Linked DNA regions of Mus musculus: region 1 is linked to region 2. A link is a contact called in public HiChIP or PLAC-seq data. All regions are on one chromosome and are shown on one strand. The core of a region is the stretch at or near the end of the contact, and the rest is flanking DNA. Distances in the headings are between cores, read along the strand shown.

What was found. HiChIP or PLAC-seq counts read pairs in DNA pulled down with a chosen protein or histone mark.
Region 1: a CTCF HiChIP or PLAC-seq map of CD8 T cells shows a contact between it and region 2, with 13 read pairs. The contact joins two enhancer-like sites. A contact is called at or near these places in 5 of 39 promoter capture datasets (the 3T3-L1 cell line, HPC-7-derived erythroid cells, hippocampal neurons and 1 more), 2 of 15 datasets of contacts at CTCF or cohesin (CD8 T cells and the NIH/3T3 cell line), 55 of 484 Hi-C or Micro-C datasets (the 3T3-L1 cell line, 3T3-L1-derived adipocytes, the C10 cell line and 38 more), 20 of 115 datasets of contacts at active chromatin or transcription factors (CD8 T cells, the NIH/3T3 cell line, Th17 cells and 11 more) and 3 of 9 other capture datasets (adipose tissue, liver and pancreatic islet).

Annotation. Positions count from the first base shown.
Region 1 is chr7:114,209,498-114,216,497 of GRCm38.p6, reverse strand. Copb1 (coatomer protein complex, subunit beta 1) reads left to right here. Exons shown (of 22, transcript NM_033370.3): 21 at 1-35; 22 at 561-939. The coding sequence ends at 620. Among named protein-coding and RNA genes, the nearest start is that of Copb1, 42 kb to the left of the region's middle. Within about 2 kb of position 5,602, at least 20 of the 459 cell types and tissues checked have an H3K27ac peak or open chromatin away from gene starts, as enhancers often do. A contact at or near this core is called in CD8 T cells and regulatory T cells, where this site is marked.
Region 2 is chr7:114,079,604-114,086,876 of GRCm38.p6, reverse strand. The region is part of intron 1 of Rras2 (related RAS viral (r-ras) oncogene 2); the gene reads left to right. Among named protein-coding and RNA genes, the nearest start is that of Rras2, 35 kb to the left of the region's middle. Within about 2 kb of position 5,061, at least 34 of the 459 cell types and tissues checked have an H3K27ac peak or open chromatin away from gene starts, as enhancers often do. A contact at or near this core is called in CD8 T cells and regulatory T cells, where this site is marked.

The sequences.
Region 1 (7,000 bases), core at 4,353-6,852, 130 kb before region 2:
TTACTGGCCATATAAGAATTCGTGCAAAAAGTCAGGTAATAACATCCTTTTTTGAGAGCATCTCTGCACCAAATAAAGGGAAGAAGAATTCATGTCTGTCTTATTTCTGTGGTATAATTTCTTCTGTCATAATTATGTTTTGTGCATAAGACATACATACATACATATGCATGGTATTTTCTGAACTTTAATTCATTTAAAATGGCTTATTCTACAATACTGCCTAAAACATTGATTCCTGTGTGATATTTGTGAAACAGATTTTGTAGAGTTTTTTGAAGATATGGCATAAGTCAAGCACTAACCAACATAACTAAAATCAACCCAGTATAAGTTTTTAGAGTCTGTTTTATATATCCTTTGCTTTGTTGTTGAATGTGATGTCATCCAATGGAGGCTGGTATAAGCTATTTGGGCATTGTTTCAGTAATTACTTCTTTGTTGAGTGTGGGGATATAACTCAGTCTTGGGAATGCTCTTCTAGCATGGTAGACCATGAGTTAATCCTCAACATCACAAAAAATAGATCAAAATATGAACATCTTCATTCTTCTTTACAGGGAATGGCCTTGAGCCTTGGAGATAAAATCAACCTGTCTCAAAAGAAGACTAGTCTATAAGGATGAACAAAAGGTCTTTGAAAGTTTATGCTTAAAATTTAGGTGTGGGCTGATTGGACTCCAACATCTTTTGTACTCTTTTCATGCTTTATGTTATGTAGAATTTGAGTTCATGCTGAATGCATTCCAGCCAGTAATTTATAGCCTTTCCCCTAAATCAAGAATGAGTTTAAAATTATAGTCTGTCTTTTATCTTAACAGTTCTGAATGCTGTCCTCAAAGTATATAATGTTTCTCATATGTACCAAGACCATTTTCACAATAAACAGATCTGTTCATACATTTTTGTTATTTTATAAATAAATTACTTAATTTTAGATTTGTATCTGTGGGATTTTTTTTTTTACCTTGCTGCCTACATTTATGAAGAAAGCTTACAAATTGAGTGAACTGTATCTTCATTTATGAAGAAAGCTTACAAATTGAGTGATGTAAAATGGAACAGGTACTAATTCAGTGCATTATTGTTTCCTCATTTTCTGTAATGACATCAGTGTCTCTAAAACTCCTAGGGTCTTTTCTCAAACATTGCTTCAGGGAGAAAGTATCCAAATTACTTGAGAAAAGGTCCATCTTTGGCTTAAAGGAGCTATTACAAACTGACTGACATCAGCATACTGTTCTTGATGATCCCAAATTATTACGGAAATTAGGTCATCTAAAATCAGTTTAAAAATCATGCACACTTAGCATTGGGTGTACTTGTTAGTAGTTACAGTGGTTCTAGCCAGTTACTGACTGCACTAGGATTAGCTTGGGGGATTCAACAAGCTGTTCCATTTCCAAATGGCCTCTGTTTTTTATTCCTTCTCTCCTGTTTATAACTTTTCATCGGGCTAGGCAACACACACACCTCGTTATGATTCCACTTGTGTTTGTGAATAATTTCCCAGCCTATGCCGTACTTTGGGCTCTATACTAGGAATGATTGAGATAGCCTGAGTTTTGCTAAATTTCAACTTAAGCTATTTCTTTGTCTTTCCTTCAGGATTTCATCCTTCGTTCCCCAAGAGTCCATAGATAAGAACTGGGGCAGAGTGGAAATAACATCTTCTGTTGTCAGTGAGAACAGAATGACTTATTGGGCCTGTAAGAAGATTAATACTTTGTATGATGTCATAAATTTTGAAGCCACTTGCTGTGTTAGTCAGCAAACCAGAGAATTACAGGACATTTGCAATCCTAAAGCACTGAGATCTTTAATAAACTCAGTCATAGCTGCCAACTGGGAGAGATACAAGGACTGTGGGAAAGGAGTCATTTTGATGAGTCAAAAGAGTGGAGATAACTTGATGAGAGTTGAGGAATGATTGCATTAGATCAGTTCCCACACTGTTCTTTTGAACATGGATTTCATTAAGTGACATTGGATATTCTGAAAGAAGACGATGACACAGCTAGTAATTCAGGGAATGCTGCATATAGTCCTTACTAGAGAGTCATATAGTACACATTAGCATACTAAAGATTCTGAGAGATCCTTCAGTGGAGAAAGTGGAATATCTTAATCTTCCTTTGGCAGGGACTCCTTCACCATGGGACATCTGTTGACATAGCCTGCACAGCCATAGTCTCAAATTTACAGCCAGCTTGAAATCTGAAGAAGCGTGCATTAGGGTGTCCTAGAATGCTTACTAATGTAGAGGGAGCAAGCCACAAGTAGAATTTAACTTTATACCCAGTTCATTTCACAGGTTTCAGGCCAGCTTTGCTGGAATCAGAAATCTAGTACTAGCATCCTGAGAGGTAGTACTACAGGCCATGCCAGCAGTCCCAGCTCACATTGTCTTCTGTATAACCCTTTAAGGAGAGAAAGAAGGAAAGTATGCAGTCGAGTCACCAGAAGCTAGTGACAACTGGGGTGCAGGTAACCTCATTAACTGTTCACCATCTTTGTACAGGTAATGATTAGGGACCAAATTGCAGAGCAGTACTTGTTTGATGAAGCTGTTTACGGTTTCACCATTCAGGTTGAAATGTAGTTTTCATTCAAAGGTCACAGTAGATAATAAAGTATAATTACAATTACAGTATCTCATAAGAACATAAACACTACCTACAGCAAAGGCTTAAGATCCTACTATATAGACCTATAAATAGGACCGTGTTCTGTTTCATAATGTCTTGACACTAGAGGGAGCTCTGTGCAGTTATTTTCATTTGGGGATTAGATAAGATCTAAAAAGTTAAAAGTTATCTAAAAGAGGAAAAGGCAAGGTGACTTTATTATCTAGTTACTTCATAAAAAGAACAAAGAAAGTTACTATAGCTGTCAAAATAAGCAGATTGTTCACATTGGTAATAGAAAAATTACCTTGTTATTAAAATAACTACTGCACCTTACTACTAAAAATACTACCCCAGTGTTATACCTGCACTTGGAAGGCAGAAGGATTGTGGGTTTGAGATTACTTTGAGCTATATAATAAGACAATCTGAAAATATAAGCCAAGAAGCTTAGATGCTAAAATTAATAGAAATGTTTTGCTACCTGTCAAACATTTCCATATGATTTAGAAATAATGTGAGAGACAAAAACTCATACAGAACATGTGAAAAGTCCACAAGTAAAAAATATGTTTAAAAATTCAAATAAGAGATAATGAGATGGCTTAAGGGTGCAGATGCCTGTTGCCAAGCCTGACAACCTGATTTTGACCCCTGGGACCCATATTGTAGAAGGTTGAAGGCCTATTCCCACAAGCTAGTCCCACATACATACAAAGATGGCTCAGCAGTTAAGAGCACTGACTGTTCTTCCATAGGTCCTTAGTTCAATTCCCAACAACCATATGGTGGCTCATCACCATCTCTAATGGGATCCAATGCCCTTTTCTAGTATGTCTGAAGATAGCTACAATGTGCTCATCATATATTCCTATATATGTGTGTGTGTATAATCTTTTTTTTAAAAACCCTCAGTATTAGATATAAATTGTGGTAAAGTAAGTTTTATTGGTTACTTGGTTTTTCCACATTAATAAGTATTCTAATCAGTATGTATAACTTTTCTCTTAAATCAAGATTGAAGGCTAGAAATATAGCTTAGTGAGTAAACTGCTTCTTATGCAACCATAAAGATCTGAGACCAGATCTCAGAAACCCATGTCAAGAAGGGAGTTGCTCAGCAGCAAACATCTGTGCCCCCAGTGTGGTCAATGAAGATGGGCAGAGCCAATGGACTCTCTGGCTAGCCAATCCAGCTGAACTGGCAAGCTCTAAGTTCAGTGAGAGCCCCATGTCCCAAAAAATAAGGTAGAACTGGCCTTGGAGGCACATGCCTTTGATCCTAGTATTCAGGAGGCAGAGGCAGGAGGATCTCTTTAAGTTCGAGGCCAGCCTGGTCTACATAACCAACATAGACATATTCATGTCTTACATACAGAGACAGTCTCAATAAAGAATAAAGAAAAGGCTAGAGGAGGAATCTCATCATTGGCCTCTAGTTTCTACATGCATATCTACGAATGAGTACAGACACACACAGACACACAGACACACACACACAAGATTTAATTTAGTGATGGTTAATTCCGATCCTAAACAGAAAAATCTTACCACTTCCTCTAAGGCTAAGGGAACATCTTGGAGAATGATAGAAAGACTAAGAGCCTGGAAATCAGGAGAAGGGCTGTGAAATGCTATATCTGAACACAACATAGCCAGTCATTGTTGGGAACAAAAAAAGTTGGGGCAGGGGAGGCCCTGGGGAAGAAGGGGAAGGGAAAAGGGACCAAACGTTCCTGTGCTCTGGGCAGGCAGAGACAAACATTGAGGGGCTGCCGGGATGCTTTCCACTTGGCCCCAGGTGGGCACGCAAGCCTCTGACCCATCTGGCAGGGGGATTGGAAAAGGGGCAGCCCCCGAGGCGACACCCTGTCGCCCCAGGGCTATAGGAGAGAGGGAATAGTGAAGAGGTTCCCAACACTGGCAAGAGTGGTATAGTGAATCTAGATGGAGCAGAGACTCTATGGTTTAAGAGCTTTATTATAGAAATGCAGGGAGAAAGAGGTGGAAATAGAGAAGGCTACAGAGAAAGAGGAAGAAAGGAGAGGAAAGAAGAAGACAGAGAAAGGGAAGAGGAGAGAAGTGGGAGGTAAGGGGACAAAGGAGCGAGAGAGAGCATAAGAGTAAGAGAGCGAGGTGGGGGCTGAACACCCCTTTTTATGGTCTTCACTGTTGCTAGGTAACTGGAGAGGAGTTTAGCCTGAAGGTCAGAAGCTTGGGCCATTGTCTATGTGACTACTGACCATGCTTCTCTTGTGGGGGCTGTGGGAGCTGGTAACTTAGGCAGGGGCCAGAGTTCCAGGAGCATGAGGGAACGCCTACCGTGTCATGAAGGTGAATTATGACCATCGGGGTTCAGACCTCAGCTCGACTGGAGACCAGCCTGCAATTCCCCACAAGTCATGACATCACAGCAGCTATAGCCACCTGTAGTGAACCCACACAAGACTGGACGTATCAGCAAACAATGAGTCAGAGAGGTGTTAATAGGACACTACCCCTCCTTTCTGAGTTTTTGGCTATTGATGGATTCTAGAGAAGAGACAATTATTGTCTTAGTCATGTACCCACTGAGGAGAAATAGAGATAAGATGGTAATTAGAAGAGGAGGTTATAATAGAAATGTACTTTATAAACAGGTGATACAAAGGATAAAAAGGGTTAAAGGGAAATTGGTTAAAAGGGCTAGAGATGTAACTCAATGATAGTAGTATATGTGAAGGTCCTGGGTTTAATTCCTAGTACCACCCACCAAGTAAAGGGTTGCACTAAAGTTATAGTATGGCTGGTCAAACTAACTGATCACCTTCTGGCCCTCTCTAGAATGGCAGTACATCACTAGTGTTTGCGTTCTCTCAAAGCTCTGTCTTCCTCCAGATCTCAGGAGCTAAAAAGAACAATGTGGTACAGCAGTGTGGTTCAGTGAGTTTGCTGCTACATAAAAAACCTTGTCTGCCACGCACTTGCTGTATGATCTTAAACAATCCTGAAGTACTAACCTTGTGGCTTGGCATATAGCTAAGTGGTAGAGCACCTGCCTAGCATGCCATGCCGGGACCTTTGATCTCCAGCACAAAGTAAGTAAAATAAACTCCAGCTACTAAGTATTTTATCTGTGCCAGGTGCAACGCTGAGTGCTTTTTCCCATGACATCTATAGTCCTCATAATGACCCTGTGAGGGGAAACTGCTGTCATCATTTGCAGATTATGGCTACAGTCTTAGAAGAGGTTAAGTTACTTAAGGCTTAAAAGAGATGAGCCCAGATATAAAACCAGGGTATCTTGTAGTTAATCTCATTATCACTTCTACCTGTTCTTGTGCCTTATCCCTCGCCTTGTATGTGAGGGTTCTTGTATCTACTTTCCAGAGTTGATGCCGTGATATAATACATTTATAGTACCACACTTGGTATTATAGTAAACATTCACCAGTAAATGTGCATTCCTTTCGTCCCCATTCACCCTTCTTACAAAAAGAGGAAAACCAATCCAATTATTTTGCCTCCCTCAGAATTTAGTTCCTTGTTTTATATTCTACTTGTGTGCTTTTTGGTGTTTTTTACTTAGAAGAAGTTTTCTTTTCTTGAGACGTTTTTGAGATATCACTGCGCCTCAACTGTCTTGTGTTGTTTTCATAAAGTTCTTGACCCTTCACTTATCAAGTTGTCTCAGTTGTGGCTATCTACCCATATTCCTAAGGATGGTCTCTAATAGGTAGGCTTGATTACTTGGAGAATGACAGTCACATGACTGGTCCTTTAAAAACATGTATCAGTTACAGTAGCAGAGTGCTGTCTAGGGATTTCTGATCATCTGACCACATCCTCCCTGTGTTCTCCATCTAGCAGTAGCAGCGCATCTTTGATTGGGACTTGTGCCATGCAGTGAGTGACAAGAGTGCAGGCAGGATTCATGTGTTTTACCTGAGGTTCTACATGCTATGTAGGGTTCTAAGAACACTCCAGTGCTTGTATCTGAAATAAAAGTAAGGCCAGTAGGATGTACAGTAGATAGCAGCTTGGTGGACTGACAGTCGTGAACAAGGCTAATCCCAACTCTCTAAGTAGCTTTCTGAAAATAATGCCTGGACCTGTCTTGTTATCTATAAAATGAAACAGTTTAGCTAATTCACTTCTGGAGTGTCTAGCTTAAAAAAAAAATCCATACCCCCCACCAAAAGCCTTGTATTTTACCATTATCTCCTTAACATGAAATGGGGGGGAGGGGTGCAGCTCAGTGGGAGACCTCTTGCCTAACATGTGACAGGTATGGGCTCAGTCCCAGCACTGAAGAAATATATGTCACACCCTAAATCTTCTGCTGTGTTCTGTGTCACTTTGCTAGAAACCTTAATTCTGCTTTCCCATTCATC
Region 2 (7,273 bases), core at 3,812-6,311:
AACCAACCCCCTACCCTGTGGCAGAGCAGAGTTCTTAGTTAATCTCAGCCCTCTCTCCAGCCCTTGACCACCTGCTCCTCCCGCCTCCAAGCACCTAGATCACAGCTGTGGGCTCGTCACCCTGCTTTAGGCGTTTACAGTTTGAGTCTTTTGTTTTTGTTGTTCATTGAGATGATGAAGACTGTGGGATCCCTCCCCCATGTCTCATAGATGCTTCTGCAGGACTTTGTGCTGAACCCACTATAACAACACTCAAATGTCCTCCACTCCAAGACACACCTTCCTCTTCCTTTTTTGCCTCCTCAAGGGAGACTCCTTGAGAGCGAGGGAGTCCTTGTTTATTTTGTTGTCTCTAGTGAGCTCTGCTTTCGTTGAACTGCAGTGTGAAATTTTCCAGGCTGGAGCTGAACACTTGGTGAGTCCCAGTCAGTAAAGGGGAGGTTAGTTGTCCCCTGCCCCCCCTTCTGAAAGTCTCATCTCCTATCTTTTTGATATGCTGAGAATGTTTATCGTCTTTTGCTTATTGCATGGAGCTAGTATGTAAATGAGGAAGCCAGGGGAACCATGTTTGGGGCATAAGACTTAGTCCTTGATGGTGCACACAGGGCCAGACTTCCTCACTGAGCTTCTGATACAGTTGTGGATGCGCCTTCTGCTTTAGTAGTGTCTTCAGAACCATGTTGTTTGTGAAATTTAAATGTAACCTCTTATTATAAATAGCTGTGCGATTGTGAGGCTTTTGGTTTTCACACCCGGATCACAGTGAGCCAAGTGTTTACTTGAATAGGTGGAGTTGGTCTCTTTTTAACTTGACCTCATGTACCCCAAATCTTAGATTTAATCTTAGCATTGAGAGAAACTACTGTGTGTTTTTCTTAAATTAACTTTGACAATGTGAATGATTAGAAAAGTACTGTCTAGAATCTGAATTAGTATTTGTCTAGAGATGACTACCACACAATTAAAAACAAATAAATGGTGCTTGCCACGGGCAGGTGCTCTGCCATTGAGCCGTATCCCTAGACCTTGCGTTTTGAAACAGGATCATGTTGTGGAGTTCTGGCTGACCTGAAACTCCCTGTCACCCTGCCTCAGCCTCCGCAGTACTGGAGAATATTGTTGTTATTATTTTTATCATTATTAAGAACTTTAGATTTACAGAAAGCCTGAAAAAATACTATATAAAATTTCTAAGTATCTTCATTCAGATTTCTGTGGTTTTTATCTAATGCCTTTTCTGTCTGGGTCCCACCAGGGTAACACACTGCACCCCCATCCATGTCTTCTTGGACTCCTCCTGGGTGGCTTACCTTTGTTTGGCTGGCCCTGACTCTTTTCTCACGGCAAGCCTAGGGTTATGGGGGTTGGAAGAGAGATGCAGAGCTAAAGCACTGGTTTCATTATGTCATACCCAGGGTGCAAACTGGTGTGTGCTTCATGACTGCTGGAGTTGACTCTGACTGGCGGCCATCATGACTGCTGGAGTTGACTCTGACTGGCGGCCATATTTGTCTGTGAATCCTGAGGACCCCCCCTGCCCACTGCTTTATTTATTTATTTATTTATTTATTTGGAGGAAGCCATTGTGCATAGCTCGTGTTTAATGTGTGGGATGTTTATGGTTTTAGTTGTTTTGCTTTTGAGAAAGGGTCTCACTATAAAACCTAGGCAGTCTTTGTGAGTCACCAGACTTGGCATTGCAGTTTTGAATAACCATACCTACATAGGACTGTAGTATAAACATTTAACCTCTGGCTGGTAAAATTTATGTTCTTATCAAAAACATGGCTATTTAAAACTGCTTTCAGAGAAGCTGGAGAGGCTCCTTGGTGGTCTTGGGTTCCAGGGAACCCAAGCTTGGTTCCCACACCTCCGTGACAAGGATCCATCAAGGAGATGTGACACCTCATGCAGGTACAAACAGGAAGAACACAACTCTCATATATAAATAAAATAAACTAGATATCGTAAAAAAAAGTTGAAATGCATTCAGAGATTTTATTTGGCAGAAAAATCAAGCTTTTGCTTATTGTAGTTTTAGCTTTTTCCACTGTAAGAGAGTTACTCTTCCTCCTACTTTTTCTCTTTTCTTTCCTCTCCTCTCCTCTTCTCTTCTCTTCTCTTCTCTTCTCTTCTCTTCTCTTCTCTTCTCTTCTCTTCTCTTCTCTTCTCTTCCCCTCCCTCCCTCCCTCCCTCCTTCCTTCCTTCCTTCCTTCCTTTTGAGATGGTGTGTTCCTGTGTAGCCGTAACTGTTCTAGAACTCTGTATAGACCACCAGGCTGGCCTTATTCAGATATTTGCCTACTTCTACCTCTAGAGTAGTTATAAGCCACCATGCCTTGCAATTTTTTTTTTTAGATTATGTATATGAATGTTTTGTCTGTCATACCATGTGTGAGCCAGGTGTCCAAAGAGGCCAGAAGAGGACCTTTTTTTCAAGACAGGGTTTCTCTGGCTTTCCTGGAACTCACGCTGTAGACTAGTCTAGCCATAGTCGGTTTCACCTCCTGAATTGCTGGTATTAAAAGCATGTCCCACCTCCTTCATCCCCACCCCTTACTTCCCCGAACCCCCTGGAACTGTAGTTACAGATGGTTGTGAGCTGCCCTGTGGGTGCCAGGAATCAAACTCAGGTCCTCTGCCAGAGCACACCTTAACCACCGAGCCATCTCTCCAGCCCCTCTGCATCTACTGGTGATGCCATCTAAGTGCTGTGCACACATGTGCATATATAAATATATTAAAAGATACAATTAAAGGGAAATGTGGACTATCATTGGTCTTTGATAAGACCTGCTAATGTTTTGGTCTCTCTTGCTTTCCTGCACTTCTTCACTGTTACTTCTAAACTGAGGGCTTAGTTGATATGTAAATTATGCTTATAGACCAGAACCGCCCAGAACCCAAAATGCCCAAGGGAAAGCACCCAGTCGGAAACCCCCATTACAGTGGACCTCTCCTTGGAGTTCCCATTTGTCTCTTTCAATTACAAGGCTTACTTTATAATTAGATCAGAATTTCCACCTTAAGTTCTCAGCTTCCTAGTTATCTGTAACTGCCGTGTGAACCTGATTGTAAACAAAACCTTAAAGGATGAACTTCAGTTGAACAGTTTCAGAAAGTTAATGGACTTGCAAAATAGAAAATAGGTATTTAATTTCACGTGTTAAGTTGAATGTAAGAAGTAATTGAAAGAAGGATTTGTGTTTTAAAGATGAGGCCTAAAGGGTTTGTGTGTGTGTGTGTGTTTTGTCTGTCTGTCTGTCAATATTTTTCCAGTTTTTCAATTTGGATGATTACTATTTTAAAGCAGAAACCAAACTCAAAATAAACAGTAAAATTTACTTCTAAAAAAATTTTTTTTGAGACAGGGTCTTACTGTGTAGTCTTGGCTGGACTCTAAGTCACTATGTATACCAGGCTGGCCTCACAGAGATCTGTCTCCCCAGTGCTGGGATTAAAGGTGTGGTCTGCCATGACCCCCCCCCCCCCCAAATCCTGATTTGTTCCTTAGGCTGTTCTAATTCCTCAGCTGGTATGACCCTTGCCTTAACCACACCAGCAGCAGTGACTGGGACTACAGGTGTGGGCTGGCACACTCCATCCAGTTCACCCTGAAGTGGCTGCACCTGTGCGAGTCTGTGATGCACAGGGCCCTGCTCTGGCACGGCCTCTGTATGCTAGTCCTAGTGCCTTCCCTCCCTCCCTCCCTCCCTCCCTCCCTCCCTCCCTCCCTCCCTCCCTCCCTCCCTCCCTCCCTCCCTCCCTCCCTCCCTCCCTCCCTTCTCCCCCCTTCCTCCTTCCCCCTCCCTCCCTCCCTCCCTTCCTCCCTTCCTCCCTTCCTCCCTCTCTCTCCCTCTCTCTCTCTCTCTCTCTCTCTCTCTCTTTCTTTCAGATGTATTGTAATACATTAAGAAACAAATAGTAAGATTCCCCCCCCCCCCCCCCCCCCGCTTTTGTTTATTGTGCCTTTGGAAACTGAGTCTCCAGTTTAGTGAAAGGAAACAAGTCTCATTTTACTCTCCCTGTATAAAGCTGGCCTGTGGACAGTTTGCCTTCTGTCTCAGTAGTTGAGGAGGAGAAAATCCTTTTTGTTAACTATTCCTCTTGGCTTTTACATGCGCAGAACATTTAGGCTGGTCAATCTGATAGGTGCCTGTTAGTTTCCTGGGGCTGCTGTGACAAATGATCACAAACTTGGTGTCTGAAGCAAGGCAAGTTTGTATTTTCATTGCTGAACGCTCAGAGTCCAGATTGTTCATCAGTTGGTCAGTTCTGAACTCTCAAAGGGAAGGCCACTTGCCGGCCTGCCTGGGTGTTCTCAGTCGGTCGCAGCTCACTCCAGGCTTCCTTCCCGTGGTCTTTTCTGTGTGCCTCAGTCAACTCTCTCCTTTTTCTCATAAGTATGGCAGTCACTGGCTTTAGTTCCAGCATGATCTCACCTTGAGCTTCTTAATTATATCTACCGAAGTCCCTATTTCCAAATAAGGTCACAGTCTCAGGCACCAGGGGTTAGGAATGGGTATGTATGTGTTCTTGGTACCCTATTTCAACCCACCGCTACAGTGAGTTACCCTCACCGCAAATTTGCTAATAAGCAGGTGAAAGTACGTTTTACCAAATGTAATAATAGATATGGATTAGCTACGTCACACTCTAAATGCAATTTGGAATTCATTTTCGTGGTTTCTCTTCATGTGGCTTGCGGCTGATGTGGCAGTCTTGTGCTGTGAAATTAGGCAGAACTCACGCACAAGCTATAATTTAAGCCTTTAAATGGTGTGAGCAAGGTCTTAAATTCTGTGACTGTGCCGTTTTGTCTTGACTTTTAAAAACCTACATTCCTGGTTATTTCTGTAAACGTTTTTGTGGTTCCTTTTAATATAAGTCATGTTTGTCTCCACTTAAAAGACTCACGGTTCGTCCAGCGATCCAGCCTAAGTTAAATTTGTGTGCCACGAGAAGGGAATTTTTACAAAAACAACTGCAGCTTGCCAGTGGGTGTATGAGATTAAGATTCGGGAGTGGAGGCTGGCCCAGCCTCTTTCTGAGAAATATGGGCCCGGCCTCCAGGCATGTGGTTTGGAGGGAACCTGCCGAGGACATTCTTTCTTCTTCCCCATTCTGAGAGGACAGCCCCCCGAGAATGTAGTTCTTACTGTGGGAACGAAGTTCTTACTGTGGGAACGAAATGGTAAAGCTTGAGGTGAATTCACAGCTATACCGTTTGACATTACAGTTTATAAAAACAACAGCCCGTCTCCCTTCTCATCCTTCTACCCACATTAGTCTGGTGTGGTATTTTGTTTCATGCATTTCAAGAAATGGTCATCTGTTCTTGTGCTTGTGTTTTCGATGCTGAAATGTAAAGTTCAGAAATTACACCACCAGCCGCAGGCAGGAAGCGTCCCACAAGTATCTGCTGAATGAATGAATTTAGTGTGCTGTGGATACTCTGTGTGTGTGTGTGTATACACGTACACACATCCAGTAGTATGTGTGTGTGCCCGTGGAGACCAGAGGCCAATGTCAGGTGTTTTCTTCTATTGCTGTGTTTTGACATAGAACCTTTCACTGAGCCCTTAGCTTGCCCTGATGGCTACCCTGACTGACGAGCGAGGAGCTGGGATCCACTCATCTGGAACTCATACTCATCTAACAACCACTTGACCCACGGAGCCATCTTTCCAGCCCTTGGCTTCTTCCTTTCAGTGGCTGCTTACTGTCCTGTGCTGGATATGCTGTGGTTCAGTTATCCAGTCATTTCAGGGGCATGCAGGTCATTCCCTTTTTCCCAGCAGCTGCTGCTGAGACACACCATGCTGGTGTACTGATGGTAATGTGTCGTGCGTTCCCTTCATCCCCTGCTATGTTCCTGTGAAGTAGCACATTAAAAATACGTTACCAAAATGACTTTCAGACTTACATTTTCCTAAATACTCTTTTTTTGAAGACAGGGTCTCACTGTGCCTGTTCTGGCCTCCATTCAACAGAGGTCCCTTGATTTTTGCCTTCTGAGAGGTAAGATTAACTATGTCTGACCTATATAAAAATGTTTTTAAACCAATGAAACTTTTTTTCCCTCAGAACCTTGAGAGAAGTACCAGGCGTGATGTATGGATGCACACTGTCCTGATTGTGTCTGGAAGGTTCTTGAGGCATGCCCTTTGATAGGAAGTATTAGAACCCCTCTGGTCATTGCCTGGCAAGGCCTGAAGGAAAGCCGCATTCAGGGAGAGAGAAGAGATAGACACAGGCTAAGTAGTAAAGAAAGACCTTGCTTGTCTAAAACAGGTGCTTAACCCAAGGGGAGCTCGAGTTCGAGAAACTTGGGCTCTCCTTTCCGCCTGCTATATAAGCAGGTTACACAGCCATTTTGGTAATCTCTTTCTTCCAGTTGCCTTGTCTGTGTGTTTAAGATAGAGCAGAGCCTGGTCCACGCTGGAGGACACGGAAGCACTCTTTGTTGTTGCTGTTCTCAATGCCATGTCTACCACTGACACCTGTTTATCTTTGCCAACTTTGTAAACTACTTTCTCCTTCTGACTGCCTGACTTTTTTCCTTAAAAACTTTTTATTACATGTGATTACTTAGCTGTGTGTGCAAGTACACACATAGGCCATAACATACTTGTGGCGGTTAGAGACAGCTCGCTATCGTCTAAGCTGATGGGTCTCTCCTTCCACCACATGGGTTTAGAGAGTCAATCATGGCTCCTCAGGTTTGGCGGCTGGCACCTTTACCAGCTGAGCCATTTCCATCTCCTGGCTACCATTTTCTTTGTTCTTTTCCAACAATTTTTCAATTTTCATCACCCCGCCCCCATGGGCATTTTCCCCACCCTCCAGTCCTGGACACCACCCCTACTTCCCTCTGTCTGATCGTCTGATCCTAGGACCTTGCTTCCAGTGTTATGCTTCCCTCCATTATGCCGCGAAACAGACATGCAGGAAGTGTGACAACAGAGCATGGGTCCCTCTTAGTTCTCAGTCTTCTCCCTCCTGCTGCCTGGGGAGGCTCCATAGATGAGAGTGCCATTCTTCCAGTTAGCGGTGAAGTCCTCGTACCATCAAGTCCCTCTGACAGACCCTGAGTCAACATCCGATTTGTCACCTACTGGCCTCTCCACACACAGATCTGGCTACTTCTTGTCGCTGGTACAGCCACCATCCCAGGGCAAACCATTGCTCTTCATGATTTATCAAAAGTTTCTCAGGTAGGTGCCAGCTTCAAATGCCAGTGGTTTCACTCTTTGAATACATTCCAGAGTCC